Linked DNA regions of Mus musculus: region 1 is linked to region 2. A link is a contact called in public promoter capture Hi-C data. All regions are on one chromosome and are shown on one strand. The core of a region is the stretch at or near the end of the contact, and the rest is flanking DNA. Distances in the headings are between cores, read along the strand shown.

Region 1 (4,107 bases), core at 413-2,912, 790 kb before region 2:
TGTAATTATGTGCTATTATTCCATCCATTGTGGTATATGTACTGTTACTACATATGCACCATGGCATATGTTCTATTATTGTGTACAGTGCACTATACATGCTGTAATTATTTCAGCAAAAAGGTTAGAAGGTAGCTAACACTACATACAGTAAATTTCAGATTTGCACAAAAATTTTGGTACTGCGGTGCATGTAATATTTTCATACTCTTTTGGCATGTAACTTAGAGAGTCAAGAATTTTTGTTGTTTATATAGCTTTTAAGCTGTTTTTCACTCAGACTATCAGGTAAAAATTTTTTTATAAGAATAAAAAGGCAGTCAACATCAGGAGTGTGCTGAATTGTATTGTTAACAAACAAGTATTGCTTCTTTTTTTCCTCATGAAGCAAGAAGAAAAGTCCATTTCAGTAACTCCCAACTCTGCAAAACGCTGGGGAATGGACAACAACCACTGAAGCCACACCAGACTGATTACACGGAAATTATGTTGCATATGGAAAGGGTGCATTACAGTCTTTGCCATTTCTGTGTGTTTTGCAACTGCCCCCACAATGTGTGTGTGTGCGCGCGCGTGTGTTTAAAAAAAAAATTAGTAAAACCTCATAATGCAGGGTTTGTCCACATCTGAACTTGGCCAGAACATGGGAAATCTGAAAATGCTAGGGAATGGCTTCTTGTCTGGGATGCAGGCGGTCACGTGACTGCGGTGACAGGAAGAGCTCTGCGGCTAAGTCCTTGAGCACACATCAGTGCGAGAGATCCGTGCACCCTAGTCGTCTTGTCACCTCCCACAGGGATCCTCCTATCCATACACCCTGCTCAGTGTAGGGCAAGGCACGCCACGCAGCTTATTGCAATTGCTACAAAGCTACACAAAGTGCTTCGTTCACCGCGGCCGGGCGGCTTGCAGGTGTGCACAGCACAGCCCCAGCTCTTAACTGCTGTGCCCCAGCCGTACCTGTTTCCTCTGGTCCCTGGAAAGCGCGTCTGTTCCTGTGGCCGCGGCTGGAGTTGTGGGGTCGAGGAGCTGCCGGTGTCAGGAGCTAGGAAAAGAGACAACCAGTCCGTTACTGGACAGCTGTGGAGTGGCATACCTGGGGCTCCTGCACAGGCAGAGGAGGGGTGAACTCACTTTGACTCCAGCGGTCAACTCTGGAGCACCCGCGGCGGCTGGTGTTGCTGAACCTCGGTAGCTCTGCAGCTCCATGCGCAGGTTCATCAGGTCTGCTTGCAAGGCAGCCAACTGGTACAAGGACATCGCTGTGAAACTGCTGGACAACAGGGCCAGCAGGAGGGTAGCAGCCAGCAGCCTTCCATCCCTGCAGATCCCAAACCAGGCACCCTCCTCCTTCTGCGGAGTGATGGGATCATATCCCACTTTCATATCTTCTCCTTTCTCGGAGCAAAAACAGAGGCACGGTGGTGGCAGGGTCTTTGCAGACTCATCCATTCCACGAGGAGCACTTTGAAGGTCTAGGCCTTTGGAGTAAGTGACCACAGGGGTGGGTCATTTCCTGTCATCTGTGTCCTGGGAGACTGCCCTCAGAGCATGGCAGGGCTGGGTTCCCCCAGGAGCGCTCTCCTGACTTTCTTCTGCATCTTTTGCTACCCTGAAGTAGGTTCTCTGGCTCTGGCCTTCCATGGATTGCTCAATCTGCCTTCCGCATTTCACTTTCAGTTTTTGTAAGATGTTTCATTCTATCTCAATACAGTCCTGTTTGTGGGAGATGCGAGGCCTCTGACACGGCGGCTGGGGGGGGGGGCAGCTTGGGGTTCAGACTGACTCACTCCAGACAAGCTTATCGAAGGTGCTTTCCCTTCAGTGTGCTCTTAAGAACTGTCTACTTGGAGCCACATGGCTTCTAAGGAAGGGGAAAGGGGACACTGAAGGCCTAGTGGTGTAATAAACGATAATTAATGTACAAGTCAGATAAGCTCAGTGCTTGAGTCTGAACTGCATTTGGCTGCCGGACAAGGAAGCCAACAGCTCCCCAGTGGAAGATGAAATGGAGCGCCATAAAGCTGAGTGACTGAACTCCATCTGAACTCTGCTCTCGTCTTGGTGGGGCAACGAAGAGAACATGCTACAGCTCTATTTAAGGCCACACCGGGGGTGGGGGTGGGTGGGGGTGGGGTGGGGGAGCTTTAAATGTGGGGTGGATTACAGGGAAGCATGGCAGAGACTCAGTCCCCACCCCCACCCCGCTAGGAGCTGACACACAGTCTCCACATTGATGGCACTCGTTTCACAGGTATGGACACAGGATGTCCTCAGTCTGTGCCTGGGCTTGGTGACATGAAGGCACTGCTCCATTCATTTTAGTCTTTCCTGGTCTGGAAGGCTGGCTGGGAGCCTGGTACCTCAACATCCGTTTATCTTCAGTCAGCACAGGCCATTGAACACTTAGCCGAGACTCCATTTGTCTAAACCTCGGGCTGCTGAGCAGTGGTTTTGCCTCATGCTGCCTTCCCTCAGAAGCTTAGGAAGAAAATCTCAGAAACAAGGACACACAGCAGCAAGGATTCCAGAGGGAGGCTTCCCCACCACCCATCCAGCTTCTGCCCCTGGCCCTCCCTCATGAGACTTAATGGTAGGATTAGAATTCCACCACATGATAAGCTGAGACAGGAGGATTGTGGGTTCAGGGTTAGCCTGGGCTCCAGAGCAAAACCCGGCTTCAAAATCAAGCACATATCTCAGGTATGTGTTATTACCAAATCACATACAGAAATTAAATGACTCGAAGAAGTGCAAGACCAAAGGACGGCACCTTCTTCCTGTTCTGTATAATTATCCAGAGGGAATTATCTAGCTGGGCTATAAGATGCCCTTTGCCTTCTCTGCTCTATAAGGCAAAGAACTTCATGGCCAAACTCCTCAACTTAAAGCCCAGACCAATCTGAGTCCAGGTCATTTTAGAATAAGTGTCCAGTGTTGGTTCAGGTAGTGGTTGTCACTGTGCATCAATGGCCACTGCTTCTTCCAAAAAAGTTTGTCAAGAAGCCTCCTTCTGGCTAGCAGGCACCACTGTACAACGCCCACAGAGTTCACACAAAAACAGCTCCTTTACAGTGAGGGCTCTTAGATTTCTTAGGAAATGAACGTTATCTCTCCCTAACTCAAAGGTTTGCTTCCTGCAGAGGAAATGGTTTGATGATCTAATCTGAGATTTACTCGATGGTGAGTGCACTCTTTATTGCTTGACCACCGCACAGCACTGGTGTACTCACTGCCCTTCGGCAGTTTGTGGGTGGCCACCACGTACGGCACATCTCTTGGAATACCAGATAGTTAGATCTTGTCTTGATGCAATAAGTTGGTCTGCATGTTGGTGCTGAGGAAGTTTGCATTAGGTTTTTTGAGAAGGGATTGCTGTTTCCTGTGGGTTTGTTGGTTGTGGGGGATGCTAGGATGTTGCTAATTATTTCTCCCTGTCCTATTAGTATTTTTTTGTTTGTTTTTTTGTTTTTCTGACTTGCTGTGTTGGCCATGCCGGATCCCAGCTCTCCTTTGTTTCTGCACTGCTCTCATGTATTTATTCTTTCCTGGGCTTCTCTGAGTGAGACTCTCCCCCTCCCCTAGATAGTATTCAGACAGATCATTTCTGCAGCATAGACCCCACTGCCACGCGCTGCATAAAGTGTTTTTATTTCTATCAATCCTGACTGGCAATCACTTACTTTAAGGTCTTAAAATACAATATTCCCTACTTTCCTGGCTGTTATTCTGGTGTTTCTGCCCACGGAGAGAACTGGCGTTTTTCCGTTACAGTTTTTAATATTGTTTCTTTGCTATGTATTTTTTGACTGAATCATGAGATGGAAATGTTCTTCTCTGGTGACTTAAGTTGGGGACTCTCAATTCCTCGTAAGATGCCTGTTTCCTTTGGGTTGAGGAACCCCCTGCTCCAGCTCCGATGACTGGCGCTCCCCGGCTGTGTGGGCTTGTGGCTGTGCGCACTCCCAGTTGGAGGTGCTACTGTCTCAGCTTTGGCTGCTGTCCTGTAATGTTTCTTTTGCTTGGTTGTATCCGTCATCATCCTTCCCACCACGTTCTGATTTCATGAACTGACTCTTTACTACTAGCACAGCTACCTGCTTTTTA
Region 2 (4,440 bases), core at 757-3,256:
TATTGTCCAGGTCCCACTGGTTAGTCAATGAGCAGTGGCTTGCAGATATGGAGTGAAATCGAGACTTTCAACACAGCCTTCCAACATTCACCCAGGTTACAGAGCAGGGGGCATCATGGCGACTGTAGAAGCTATGAGATCTGGGCCCTGGGGCAGAGACAGTGGCAGTGAGACTGGATTGAGTGGTGTTGCTGGACACGGGGCATGGTGTTACAGATCTCTTTAGGCTGGATAACAAAGTGATCTCTGAAACTTCATGAACGTACTTTGTGGTGGACTTCAGGACCACAGTGACTCTGCAGTGTACTGTGTTTGGTACCCAGAGCCACACTTGTCAGTCATTAGAACGTTTTTTAGCCCTGAGTCTGAGACCCCTTCGGTGCAGGATGAGACAACGGTGAACATTCTTCAAACAGCCCGGCCCCTCTCTGAGCATGCTGCAGAGGATTGCTGAGAACAAAATCTGCCCTAAGTAACAATGCCTTTTTAAAGGGAGAAAGCCAGAAAGGGAAGAAAAACAGGAGAAAAATCTAGTCATGTAGATTCTTATTTGTTATATTTTAATTTATTCTTTGAGAATTTGGCATGTGTGTGCAATGAAATATGGTCATATCTATCCCCTTTTCCCCTCTAGCTCCCCCAGAGTTACTTCCTCCATTTATATATCTCCTCATCCTCCTTCTTAACCATCTCACCCACTAGGACCAACTAGCATGCTCTATACATGCATGCATGCATGTGGGCAGCACTGGAAAACCACAGCTTCCTTAGCTCTAGAAGATATCGTCTTCCGTGTGGAGGTGTGGCTCTCCCCTTATTTTAAAACTGATTTCATAGGCTTCTCCTGAAGCTTCGAAGGGTAGTATAGGTTGAAAATTTTTCTAAGATCTATTATTTTTATTTCACTTTAACTAAATCCATTCAATTTCCTCGCACGTTTAATTATTCTTTTCAGAATTTTAAGTGTGAGTATTGCATTTATATCATTAACATCTCAGCCTCCATTCCCTCTGTGCCTCCACCCCCTCTTAAATTATTATTTTGTGAAATGTATAGATACAGAAGTGTGGGTTGGGTGTGGTGTGGTGTATATTTATGTGAGTGTGAGTGTGTGTGTGTGTGTGAGTGTGTGTGTGTGTGTGTGTGTATGTATGTATATGAGTCAATTCAGCATTGCCCACATGTATATTTAGAGCTGCCTTCTGGATTTGGGCAACCTATTGAGCTGAGAAAACTAATTCTCTCTTGTCACTTGCCATTGGTTTGCTTACTATCGCTCTTCATCTAGGGGTGGGGCCTTGACAGTTTTCCCTGATCCAGATCGGCTTATCACCTGGTGTTGTCATTGTTTTTGGTCTTGTTTAGGTTACCATGTAGTTGGGATTTCTTGGGTGCCAGTAGTTCCTGGTTCTTGTCATATAAAGAAGGCACAGTCTCCCTGCTGACACCTTACTCCTTGGGTCTTAAGGATCAAGGGTTTAGCTACTAAGATACTCCCCAGCTCCAACGTCCTCAGTGCTAATCCTTACAAAGGGGATGATTTCTACCTCTGTCTATTCTAACTGTCCCAAGAATAAAGAAAGTTCTCTCTACAGAGGCTTGTTTATTTAAAATCATGAGCTTCTTCAATTAATATGAAAAGAAGAAAAGATGACCCCATAATGAGAGTGATCAGGAGTTTCAGAGCAGACCAGCCAGCATAGCCAACTGCCAGCTCCAGCAGGTGGTTTTCCGTTGGTTTCCTGCCATGTAGGGAGTCGGGGTGCCTTGGACTGGATGGGCTCATGCAGGGTGATACTGCAAAAGAGAAATGTCTACTTTGAGAGAACAGGGGCTCTGCGGCTTTCTTACTCCACCACGACAGCTCAGGCATTATACTCAGCAAATGAGAAAACCAAAGAATAGAATGTACTTGCTTTTTTCATCAGAAAGCCAGCTGTAGACCCCTTCCAGTCTGATGCTCCGTGGGCAGCTGCTTTTTGCTCTTTGCTGCCTTCGTTTCCACGGGAACGTGGTTTGGAAACTGGAGTACCTGGCATCCTTTTAATTAGCTACTGAGTTGACTCCAGAGGGTCATAAACTGTCTTCCTGCTTTGATAATGAAACGCTTGCTGTAGTTTGAGGTAATTCGTACAAACAAATATGTCAACCTTCTATTCTTTCTTCATAACCATGTGTTTTTTTCTTTTCTGGTTTTGAATTATACCCTGCATCTTTTCTCTTGGATTTTCACATATTCTATAAAAATTCACTGAAAATGCCCAGTATTTGAGTGTCGTAGGCTATTATTGTAGAGCTCAGAACTTAACAAAGGTCTTCCCTGGGTAAAATTGAAAAGGGAGCAGACTTTCTCAGAGCACCTAGGAGAGTTGTTCATTCTTTAAGGAAGGCAGTCACAGAATTCATTCTCTCTCTCTCTCTCTCTGTGTGTCTTTCTCTCTCTTTGTGTCTCTCTCTCTGTCTCTCTCTGTCGTGTGTGTGTGTGTGTGTGTCTTTCTGTGTGTGCACATGCAAGCACGAGTGCATGCATGCATGCATTTGTGTGCATGTGTGCCTATACAGATGCACATGCATTTATGAATGCATACCTGCGGAGGCCAGAAGATGATCTAAAGTCTGTCTCAAGTGGCACTCCTTAGCTGCTGTCCATCTTCCATGTTTGAGACAGACTTGCTCTCTGGCCTGAGTTTCATCAGCAGGCTAAACTCACCAGCCAAGGTTCCCCGGGCTCCTCCCATCTTCATTTCCCCAGATCAATGGTTACAGCATCTATGACCACACTTGGCTTTTTTTACATGGATTCTGGGGAAAGTCTGGTAATTGTGTTCACAAGGAAAGCACTTTATCAACTGAGCCCATTTCCCAGACATGGAATTCACCTCCTCACTGCTGAGTGAAAAGTAGCAAAACCATGATAAAACACTGGGATACTAAGGGCTTCTATTGTCATGGTAAAACAACATGACCAACAGCACACTGGGGAGGGAAGGCTTTGGTTAGCTTATACTTCCACATTTTAGACCATGATTGAAAGAAGTCAGGACAGGAACTCAAACAGGACAGGAACCTGAAGGCAGGAGCTGATACAGAAACCATGGAAGGGTACTGCTTACTGGATGGCTCCTGATGGCTCGCTCAGACTGCTCTGGTCCTCCAGCCTAGGGATGGCACCACCCACAATGGGCTGGGCTTTCCCCCATCAATCACTAATTAAGAAAATGCCCTATAGCTGTATCTTGTAAAGGCATTTTCTCAATTCAGATTCCCTTCTTTCAGATGACTCTGGATTGTACCAAGTCAACACAAAGCTAGCCAGCACAACTGACCCTTGTCAACTTGACATACAAACATATAGTGTCATAACACATCCGTTCTTGTTTATCCCCAAGATGGCACATTGTTATCAATAGCACAATAGAAAGCATTTTACAAACATAAAAATTCCCATGGTCTTTGCAAATCCAAACGATTTAAAATTCAAACTTTTAAAAAATCCAGTTGCCTTTAAAACCTAAAATCTCTTTAAAATTCAGCCTCTCAACTATGGGCTCCTATAAAGTCAAAAATTAACGAAATATTTTCTTCAAGAGAGAGAACCAGGGCACAGTCACAATCTAAGCAAGGCGAAACCAAACTCAAAAAAAAAAAAATGAAATTAACCAAACATCCAATATCTAGACTTCATCCATGATCTTTTGGGTTCCTCCAAAGGGCTTGGGTCACTTCTCTGGCTCTTCCATTCAGTAGAACATGCAGCTTGGTTTCTAGGTGCCATCTGGCTCCACTCCACAGCTGCGGATGTTTCTGGTGGTCATCCCACGGTACCAGCATCTCCAAAAATGCTGGGGTTCCTTGCTGCAAATGAGCTGTACTTACACCAATAGCCTCTCCTGGGCTCTCTCCAGGGACTCTAGACCTTCCACACAGTGCCAAGCCTCAGCTGCTCTCCATGCCCTCTACATGCTTTCAAAACCAGCACCGCCTGAGTGACTCTTACACGAGCAAGTTCAGCTGCCGGTGCAAGGTACATCCTTGGTGACTCTGGAATACAGCAGCTTCTGTGTGCTGACCCTGAGGAAACACTTCCCAGAAGACATCACCTCAGTGATGCTGGTCTCTTCTTAACTACAGCTGGTTCTTCAGCTCTAGCTGACCAGACACCATAGATTCTTCACACAAGTGGCCTGGTGGTGCCTTTGCTTTCTGCTCTCAATAGTCCCATCTTCCAAGCTCCTTTGGAACAGCTCACGGAGCTCTCAACACTCAGTGGTTTTTCTGCCCCAATGTTCCAGAGTCCTTCCATAATCCTCCTAAAGCAACATGGTCTATCACAGCAAAACCCCACTATTCTGATACCAACTTCTGTCCTGAGTAGGGTTTCTATTGCTGTGATAAAACACCATGACCAAGAGCAAGTTGGGGAGGAAAGGATTTTGGGGG

What was found. Promoter capture Hi-C pulls out the DNA fragments that hold promoters and counts their contacts.
Region 1: a contact with region 2 is called in a promoter capture Hi-C map of hippocampal neurons, with 3 times the contacts expected there. The contact joins the promoter of Tnfsf13b here to the enhancer-like site in region 2. A contact is called at or near these places in 3 of 39 promoter capture datasets (cranial neural crest, embryonic stem cells and hippocampal neurons), 2 of 15 datasets of contacts at CTCF or cohesin (pro-B cells and stem cell-derived epiblast-like cells), 1 of 484 Hi-C or Micro-C datasets (embryonic stem cells) and 1 of 9 other capture datasets (embryonic stem cells).

Annotation. Positions count from the first base shown.
Region 1 is chr8:10,004,188-10,008,294 of GRCm38.p6, reverse strand. Tnfsf13b (tumor necrosis factor (ligand) superfamily, member 13b) reads right to left here and starts at 1,662. Exons shown (of 7, transcript NM_033622.2): 1 at 1,135-1,662; 2 at 961-1,045. The coding sequence starts at 1,452.
Region 2 is chr8:9,218,472-9,222,911 of GRCm38.p6, reverse strand. All of the region lies in intron 2 of Fam155a (family with sequence similarity 155, member A), which reads left to right. Among named protein-coding and RNA genes, the nearest start is that of Gm39128, 53 kb to the right of the region's middle. Within about 2 kb of position 2,006, at least 2 of the 459 cell types and tissues checked have an H3K27ac peak or open chromatin away from gene starts, as enhancers often do. A contact at or near this core is called in hippocampal neurons, where this site is marked.